Regions from separate parts of the Oryctolagus cuniculus genome. Here region 2 is linked to region 1. The links are chromatin contacts, called in public Hi-C maps. All regions are on one chromosome and are shown on one strand. The core of a region is the stretch at or near the end of the contact, and the rest is flanking DNA. Distances in the headings are between cores, read along the strand shown.

What was found. A called contact is a pair of places that touch in the nucleus more often than the background predicts.
Region 2: a Hi-C map of an unstated tissue shows a contact between it and region 1, with 1.7 times the contacts expected there. The contact joins two enhancer-like sites. A contact is called at or near these places in 2 of 6 Hi-C or Micro-C datasets (skin fibroblasts and an unstated tissue).

Annotation. Positions count from the first base shown.
Region 1 is chr3:3,382,039-3,386,478 of mOryCun1.1, forward strand. No RefSeq gene overlaps it. Among named protein-coding and RNA genes, the nearest start is that of ACKR3, 120 kb to the right of the region's middle. Within about 2 kb of position 1,768, at least 1 of the 8 cell types and tissues checked has an H3K27ac peak or open chromatin away from gene starts, as enhancers often do.
Region 2 is chr3:3,481,981-3,486,420 of mOryCun1.1, forward strand. No RefSeq gene overlaps it. Among named protein-coding and RNA genes, the nearest start is that of ACKR3, 17 kb to the right of the region's middle. Within about 2 kb of position 2,236, at least 1 of the 8 cell types and tissues checked has an H3K27ac peak or open chromatin away from gene starts, as enhancers often do.

The sequences.
Region 1 (4,440 bases), core at 518-3,017:
CATCATCCCCACGACTCGCCCTTCGCTCTTCCTGTTGGGGGCAAAGCCGTGAGGACGCTCAGACTTCATCCCACTCGGACTCCACCGAGCTGCTTCCGGCGCCGGGGCAGCCGGGAGACCAAATGTTTGCAGCCTCGTGAATTATTAATGTGGTAATAAACCGCGTTAGATGTGTAACCAGACATTTCATAAGGACGCAGGCTGAACACTGAACTGACGCCACGCTGTGGGGTAGGATCTAGTGTCACTGCTACTTTGCGGTTAGGGAGCGTGAACACCATGCCCAGGTGCACACAGGGGAGACAGGACCGGAAGGGGCAGAAGTCCATCCTCGGCCCCGGCTTTGCCACAGCCCCGCAGCCGCCGCCCACCCGAGCTGACAGCGTTTTGAGGAATATTCTGGTGCAGAGTGTGTTTGCCCGGGATATCTTGATTACTACAGACGACTGGAAATATAAAATAAGAGGAAAGGGCCATCCCCGAGTGGAGTGACTTCTTACTTTGTGGTGGGCGACTTCCTAGAGTGGGATCCGGGGCACAGGGCACAGGGCACAGCCCCGAGAACAGGCGTGAGCGTGTCTATGCACACAGAGCCGCACACGCCTGTGTGAGTGTGTGTGTACTCAGTGTACACGCCTGTGCATGGCTGTGTGTGGCTGTGTGTGTGTTATACACAGTGCACACTCCTGTGTGTATCTGTGTGTTATACACAGTGCACACCCCTGTGTGTGTGTGTGTACACAGTGTACACTCCTGTGTGTGTGTGTACACAGTGCACACTCCTGTGTGTGTGTGTACACAGTGCATACTCCTGTGTGTGTGTGTGTACACAGTGCGCACTCCTGTGTGTGTGTGTGTACACAGTGCTCACTCCTGTGAGTGTGTGTGTACTCAGTGTACACGCCTGTGCATGGCTGTGTGTGGCTGTGTGTGTGTGTTATACACAGTGCACACTCCTGTGTGTATCTGTGTGTTATACACAGTGCATACTCCTGTGTGTGTGTGTACACAGTGCGCATTCCTGTGTGTGTGTGTGTACACAGTGCATACTCCTGTGTGTGTGTGTGTACACAGTGCGCATTCCTGTGTGTGTGTGTGTGTGTACACAGTGCTCACTCCTGTGTGTGTGTGTACACAGTGTACACTCCTGTGCATGGCTGTGTGTGGCTGTGTGTGTACACAGTGCGCACTCCTGTGTGTGTGTATTATACACAGTGCACACCCCTGTGTGTGGGTGTGTGTACACAGTGCTCACTCCTGTGTGTGTGTGTGTGTGTACACAGTGCGCACTCCTGTGTGTGGCTGTGTGTGTACACAGTGCACACTCCTCTGTGTGTGTGTGTGTTCACAGTGTGTACTCCTGTGTGTGGCTGTGTGTGTACACAGTGCGCACTCCTGTGTGTGGCTATGTGTGTGTACACAGTGCACACGCCTGTGCATGGCTGTGTATGGCTGTGTGTGTGTTATACACAGTGCACACCCCTGTATGTGTCTGTATGTTATACACAGTGCACACTCCTGTGTGTGTCCACCACAGTGCATGGCTGTGTACGATGATGCATACACACAGACATGCAAAGTCTTGCTAATCACATATTTAACCAAATGAGAAGGAAGCCCTTCCCTTTCTGGGAGAGCACTGCTCACGGAGGGCACAGAACACTGCGGCCGTCCAGGCCCAGGCTGTCCAGACGGCTCCAGGGACTCGGTCACGGTTCTGAAATGCCGAGAAGTCACCAGCAGCGTCCGCCCGGGGAGCTGGAAACGCGCCCCGAGTCCCCGCCATGGACTCTGCCTGCTGGAACTGGCAGCGTGGGCAGGCACAGAGCCGGCCCCAGGCAGGGGTCACTGAGCACCCGCCAAGGTCACCCACAGGGAAACCCCTCCCTGATCCCCTGCCCTCGGCCCACGCCTGCCAGAGCACAGCCATGCCAGGCCGGCCTCCCCACCTGGCCCCTCTCCCAGGGCAGCAGCTGCCCCTTCCCGCGTCACTCCCATTCACCCCCCCCCCCCAGCCCTGGTCCCCTCAGCCCTGGACAACACGGAGCAGCTACTGCCTCAGCTGCCCACGCTGGGGCTGGACCCACACGGCCTCCTTCTTGGAGGCCGGGGACTCCAGGAGGTAACGGGGGGACAGCACTGGATGCGTCATCCTTCGTGAACGCCTTGGGAACCCAGAGCTTGCCCAGGCGCACACCTGCTGCGCCGGGCCAGGGGTCACAGCAGGGCGACCGCACAGGCGCTGCCCAGGGGCTCAGAAGCTCAAGTTCTCAAATTCTCGTTGCTGGGCCGAGTTGAAAGTCGACACCAGGAACAACGGGTGGGTGGGAGAGGAGAGAAAGGAGAACAAAAAGAAAAGAAACCAAAAACGCTCAGAGTGGAAAAACCACTTAAATACCAAGCGTGTGGCTAGACCAGACCGGCTGGCGCAGCACAGAAATCCACGAAGGACTGCAGGGAAAGGAAGGGCCATGCATTCTCATTCATTCGTTCACTCAATCCCTTCCTTGCCCTGTGTGCAGGGCACCACATCCAGCAACAGAGAAGGCGAGGTCCCAGCTAGGGGACGACGGCACCAGGAGCCAGGGCCACGTGAGAGCAGTGGTTGGGGAGACCCACAGTGAGACCAGGTCTGCTGGTGCTCAGGCTCGGGCACCAGGGAGTCAGCGTGACAGGAAGTGCCCGCCCCAAGCAGATCCCCAGGGGAGCTCAGCAGGTGCTTCCCCCCGCCCCGCCATGAGCACCCAGGGCTCGGACCACCCAGAGCAACAGGATGGCCCCCAGTGCCCCCAGAGCCAGAGCTGTGCTGGGCAAGGCACCTGGGGAGGCAGGGTCGAAAACCGTGCCAGAGCCGCGTCTCTCCCCGGCAGGAACACGCGGTTCTCAGCTTCCCCGTCCCGAGCGCCGCCTCCTGCCCTCCAGGGCAGCGCGCAGCACTGGTTCTGGCAGAGGGATCCTGAGAGCCGGCCGGGAGGGTGGGGACCGCGCTGTGTCTGGGGCAGAAAGGTCTCCAAGCCAGCGATGTGCGGACTGCACAACGAGTCCCAGCATCGTTGAGGTCGCGGACGGAGTCTGGAACAAATTGCGACGTTTAATGCACAATTATGGTTTCGACGGATCGTTCCCAGATGGCTCGGGAAAACAGCCTTACGTGGAAACAAGAATGATCAGACTTCAGTGAATGCTTCTTTCCCTCGCCTCGTCTCCTCCATAAACCACAATTGGATCTGTGGTCAGGGACGGGAGTGCGGGCACACGCGTGAGGCCCAGCCCACGGGTACGTGTGACACACGGGAGTGCTCCTGGCATGAGCACACACGGAGACACGCATCAGTGGCTCAGCGTGGGGTGCACCAGGCGTTGTGTCTGCCCCATTCCTCACAATGTGCAAGAGGCCATGCCTCCCACTTTACAGGTGGAAACTTGGGGTCCTGGGTGTCACAAGTACCCAGTCCAAGGCCATCCAAAGATGGATGACAGAAGCAGTGAGTGGACCACAGGCCAGTGTCCTGACATGGGCCTCGTCCTAACCAACGATCAACATTCAGAGGGACAGACAGGTGGGTTTAAACATCCCGTCCTAGGGACGCCTCCTCTGGCTCCCGGCCCAATCCCTCCTGGATCCTGCTTCGTAACCGACGGCGCCACCCTGAGGTACCATCCCATCCCCAGGAGGACAGCACCGGATCTGGGGCTGAGTCTGGAACCCGGAGCCCAGAGACAGCCCAGTAAATCAGGGCAGGGCAGGCGTATCTCTTCCCTGCTGTGCACTGCCTGGGTGGGGCTGTGACAGCGCAACCTACAGACCCCCTCCCGTGCTCCCTGGGGCCTCCGGCGGAGGCCACACTAATTCAGGCCGCGTTCTCCGCTCCAGGAGGTCCCAGGTGCAGCCTCTGGGGCTTCAATCTGCTTTTCTCACGTCAGTTCATGGGCAGGCAGAGGAGGGTGAGGCGTTGGCCCCTGGAGACCTGCTCTGGGATCCAATCAGATGAAACTGAACCAGAGGAAGGGGAGGGCAATGCCTTAGTCCTCGGGCATGCAACAGCTGAGCACCACATGCATGCATGGCCACGCCTGCCAGGCAGCCCCGAAGAGGCAGGTTGCTCTTCCTGGAGCCCGCACTCCCATGAACACTTGCAGGCCGCATGGAGACAGGCACCTCCTCTGGTGGTCCCCAGCCAACATCCCCATCTCCGTGTTGCACCTGACCACCAAGATCCGCTCTGCGTCTGGCCGTGGCTGCAAGCACGGGTGCTGACGTGGCTTCACGTGGCAGTAAGGGTGGCAGCTTTGGGGACCTGATGAGATCCGTGTCAGCTCTGCCACCTTCAGAGAGGCGTGGCTTCAGACATCTCCCTCCTTGCTAAGAGGGGCTGCAGTTACTGTCTCTGAGGGGCTGTGAGGAGCAGCAAGACCCCCAACGCAGGGCCTACAGTCCGT
Region 2 (4,440 bases), core at 986-3,485, 100 kb after region 1:
TGTGCACTTGTTTGTTCAACAAGTACGCGGCGAGGAGCTGACACAGAGCCAGGCCCACGTGGGGTGGGGATAGTCAGCTCACTGTCTGGCTGGCGGGTTGGGGAGGTGTTCAAGCGCTACGGAAGCCCAGAGGGACACGAGTGTTGCTGCTAAGGCGTGCCCTGTCTGGAATGTGTCTGCTCAGCCGGGATTGCGCTGTCTGCTTCAGCACCGTCCCTGATTTAGCCCACGCGGAAGATACCGCGGGGATCCCCATTTCTCAAACGCAGCCGCCAAAGCTCTGGGACGTAAATAACTTTCCCCAAGTCAGAGTGGAGGGAGGAGGAAACCCACCCTGGCCCGAACCCCTGGTCCTGAACCCCAGATCCTGAATCCCCGTCCTGGCTGCCTCCCTCGTAAAGCCCCGAGGCACCTGGGTAGGGAAAATAATGCACACAGGCAAAGCACTGTCGGTGCACCCTGGGGCTCCCGTACCAGGAAGTCCTCCGTGCACTGCGCCAGGTGCTGCTGCCCGGTCACAGCCCTGCCACTGGCCCTGGGCACGGAGCGCGGCCTCTCGAACGTGGCTTACTCCCTTCGACAGCAGATTCCTTGGTGCAGCCAAGTTCAGCCACCCTGGATACCCATCAGTTGGGAGGAGCCCAGCCTCCTTGTCTCTGGGGCTTCATGGCCAGGTCCACCAGAACAGGGCACTGGTTACGGAATCGAGAAACTTCTCTCGGACGCTGGCAACCGCGGCCCTCGTCATGACGAGATGCAGGGGGAGCAACACCCCCATGTGAGCCTCCCTGGGTTCCGCGATGGCTTCACCCTGGGAGACCGGACACGGCCCAGCTGCTCCGCCCGGGGTTCCCTCTGCTCAGGGCACCTTGATGGAGCCGCCTGCAGGGGCCTCCCATGCACAGACGCCCCTGGTGCATCCATCCCCATCCACGACCCCAGGCCCCTCCTGGGGTGGGCTGGAAAGGGTCCACACACACCACAGATGGCCCCTCTGACTTGCTGGTCCCACGCTATGTTGAGTACGTTTCTTGGGTTGGGTTGGAAATGCACTCAAAGTGTCCGCCTGGATGCTGCCTGAGGCAGGGATAAACAAACACTCCCTCCTCCCCCAAGGAAGGGCTGCCACTCCGCAGCACAGGTAAGACACTGCGGAGCCGCCGCTTGGCTTTGCGCGCCCAGTGCCGCGTGAGCCGCTCCTGTGAGATGACTTTCCCCTCCAGCCGGCTGTTCCACCCCGTGAAAGACACGATTGTGCCATCAAGGTCTCTCCTGGGACGGGGTTTTCCAAGAGGCGCACCCACAGGGCGGGTCTCCGAGGGGTTTGCCCTGCCACTGACCCTTCTGTTCTGTCTGCCTCTGGAAAGCTCAGACTCGGAGGAAAAACTCGCCTCTTGGGCTCTTGGGCAGCTGAGCCCACATTCTAACCAGGAGACCAGGAGAGCTGCTTGGCTCCGTGACTTCTCAGGGGCCGGGAAGTACCCAGGACATAATGGGAGTTTCCCACAATGCAATGCAGCATCTGCCAAACTCGTTTGACTACAAGTGCTGCTAAGTATCCAGGATGGTATGGGAGTTTCCCACAATGCAATGCAGCATCTGCTGACTACAAGTGCCACTAAGCGTTTAACTGGGCTGAAATTCTTCATCCCAACAAGGGTCCCAGTGCCCTCACGGGACAGTTTCCACGGGACAGCGCTCATCTTAGCTGCATCTGTTTTCTGCCCCATAAGCTGAGCACTGACCCCGGAGGCTCGGAGTCTGAAAGCCGAGAGTGATGAGCCCGGGCTTTCAGCTCAGGCCAGGAAGGAGGTCCTGCTCATGATTTGTTTATCCCCACACGGATTCTGGCCAGGAAGATAAATGTGCAGGGCGCTCGCAGGGAGCTGGGCCCGAGCAGTCCCGGAATGATGAACGTATCCAGACAGCCCTGAGGCCGGCCACCAGCAACCACACCTAATTACTCACTGGCCACTGGGGCTGCCTACACATTCCGCATCCCTGAGTCAATGGCCCCCACCAGGCCGCCGGGGCGTTTCCCGCTGCGGTGCGCATGTTGGATGAGCCCTAGGAGGGCTCCCACCACCGCGGGCGGGTGCCGTGGACACTTGGAGCGCCACCAAGCCGCGTAGAGACCCCCAGTGCTGACCGGGAGATGATCCGAGCACAGCACTCCACCGGGGCTGGCCGCAGCAGAGATGAAGTGCCCAGGACGAGCACAGAGTGTACAGCAAACACCAAGTGCCAGTCAGAGGGAGTGACGGCTGGAAGCCCTCTGAGTGAGGCAGGGGTGTTCAGGGCAGAGTCCTCACTCGCCACCCGAGAGAGAGGGCGGCGTGGGGACCTGGGCGAGCCTCAGAAGCCGCTGCAGGCGGCGGAGCCAGGAGAGGACAGCCGCCCCCAAAGCTGGCGGGACTCAGGGAGGGGTGGTCACCCAGCCCCCAGGGAAGCCAAGGCAAAGGGGCAGGAGCAGAGCTCTGGTCAGCCACTGGCACGAGAGGCCCTGCGGGAGACGCTGACCTCAGCAGAGAGGCCGGCCGCCGTGCCCTGGGTGCCAGCAGCTGGTGACTGGGTCCCGTGCAGTGCGGGTGGCAGAAGCCACCCCCTCGATGCAGGCAGGCTGGGGAAAGCGTCAGGACACAGGAGCAAGACTGGCGTGGCGACAGATGACAGCTCAACACCTGCCCAGCAGGTGGAGGGCGCAGAGCCTGGGCCTGCCTCTGGGGTCCGCATGCATCAGGCCGCAGACCATGCCTGGGAGAGCACCCCCAGCACCGGTGTGCGGGTTGGGGGTACAAAACGCAGACACGCCTGCCTCAGAATTGGGGTGGTGAACCTCATGCGGCAGCACTGGCAGCTGGGGCAGAGCTCGTCACTGCCCAGCCCAGCCCAAGGGGATGTCTGGTCCAGTCTAGAAGCACCCCGGCCTCCGCTCACGGGGCGCCAGTAGCAACCCCTGGTTGTGGCAACCGAGACTGACTCCGGACAGAGCCACGTGTTCGGGGCCAAATCACCCCCGGCGAGAGCCACGGCTCTGAACGTGAGAAGGTGAACATCAGGGCAGCCGTGTGGCCTGTGTCCACACTTTGTCCCCTGGGCCTGTCTCCAGGGGCCTGGACTAGGAGGGCTGCCCCAGCTCCTGCAAGGCCAAGGCCACTCCTGGGCTCTGAGGCTTCGCAGGATCCTTCTCTCGTGCTGTCCAGAGCCATTTCTCTGTGTCTCAGCCCGAGGATCATTAACCCTTCCAGCCAGGGAGATGTTTAGGAGGAACTGCCAAGTCCTGAGAGCTTACAGATGGGCCAGGCGCCTGGCACACCGCGGGCGCCCCACGGAGCTTGCCCAGCCCGCGGTGGAAGGAGCGAGTGTGGGGCTGGGTGACCAAGTCAGCAGGCACAAGCTCGGAACAGACCTCAGGCGGCGCGGCCGGGGGCCGGCTGATGGACACCGGGTTCTGACCCGCCTTCCCGCACCGCGACCCTGAGAAAGGCGCCGGCCTGGCAAGCTTTGATGCGCCCCTCCAGCAAATCGCGGCCCGGCCTAGGGAGTGAGAGCTGAAAGGACGCAAATCCAGCGTCGCCGGGGCGGTGAGCGGGCTCGGTGGCCCCGCGCCGGGTGACGTGTTGCCGTGCCAACACACATTCGGAGGCACCCAAGCAGATGTAATGCCGCGGCCACGCTGCCCTGCTTTGGGTCTTTTCTTCTTCTGAGAATTGTCAGGGACGATTCCGACCTACCTAGGAAATGATTCTAATCACTTTAGTTCCGGAAATCACTATGGAAATTCAGATTTTTCCATGCTGCTGCTTCCAAACGTTATATCGCCACCAATGGCCGGCGCAGGCCCCGCTTTCATCCCTGCCAGCCGCGGGCGGGAGAAAGGGCATGATTGGCAGGTGTTCCGAATCCCACACGGGGCGACTTGGGTGGATAAGCATATGAAAAGCCGGCGAGAAAGAAGCTTGCGAAAAATAAGAAAAAGTGCAAAGCCGAGCTCCACTCCTCACTCCTCACAGACAGCGCGCCCTGCACGCGGCCCGGCTGTGCATGTCAGAGTTTCAGAAGCAGGGGTTGGGGAGGGGAGACAGAGGTCACGTGCCTGCACCCCGCGGCGGCAGACAGGTGGACAGGGACCCACCGGAGCCCTCAGACGGACCTGTGAAGTCCACGGTCACGCGGACGTCCCCAGACAGCTCGTCCAGGGAGCACTGAGGGCCCAAGGAGGGACGGGAGCTGTACAGACACTGGTGTGGGCTCACGCAGACCCCAGCGCCCGTCACTCGCTCCTCCAGGCGTTCATCCGGCTGCGTCTGTCCACATGTGCATCCCTCTTCTGATGTCTTCAATAACTGCACAAAGGCCCAGAGTGACTTTAGGGTAAGGACGCGGGACTCGCGGGAGAAACACCACCAACACCGTTCACCGCGGCCAGCACAGCCCTGC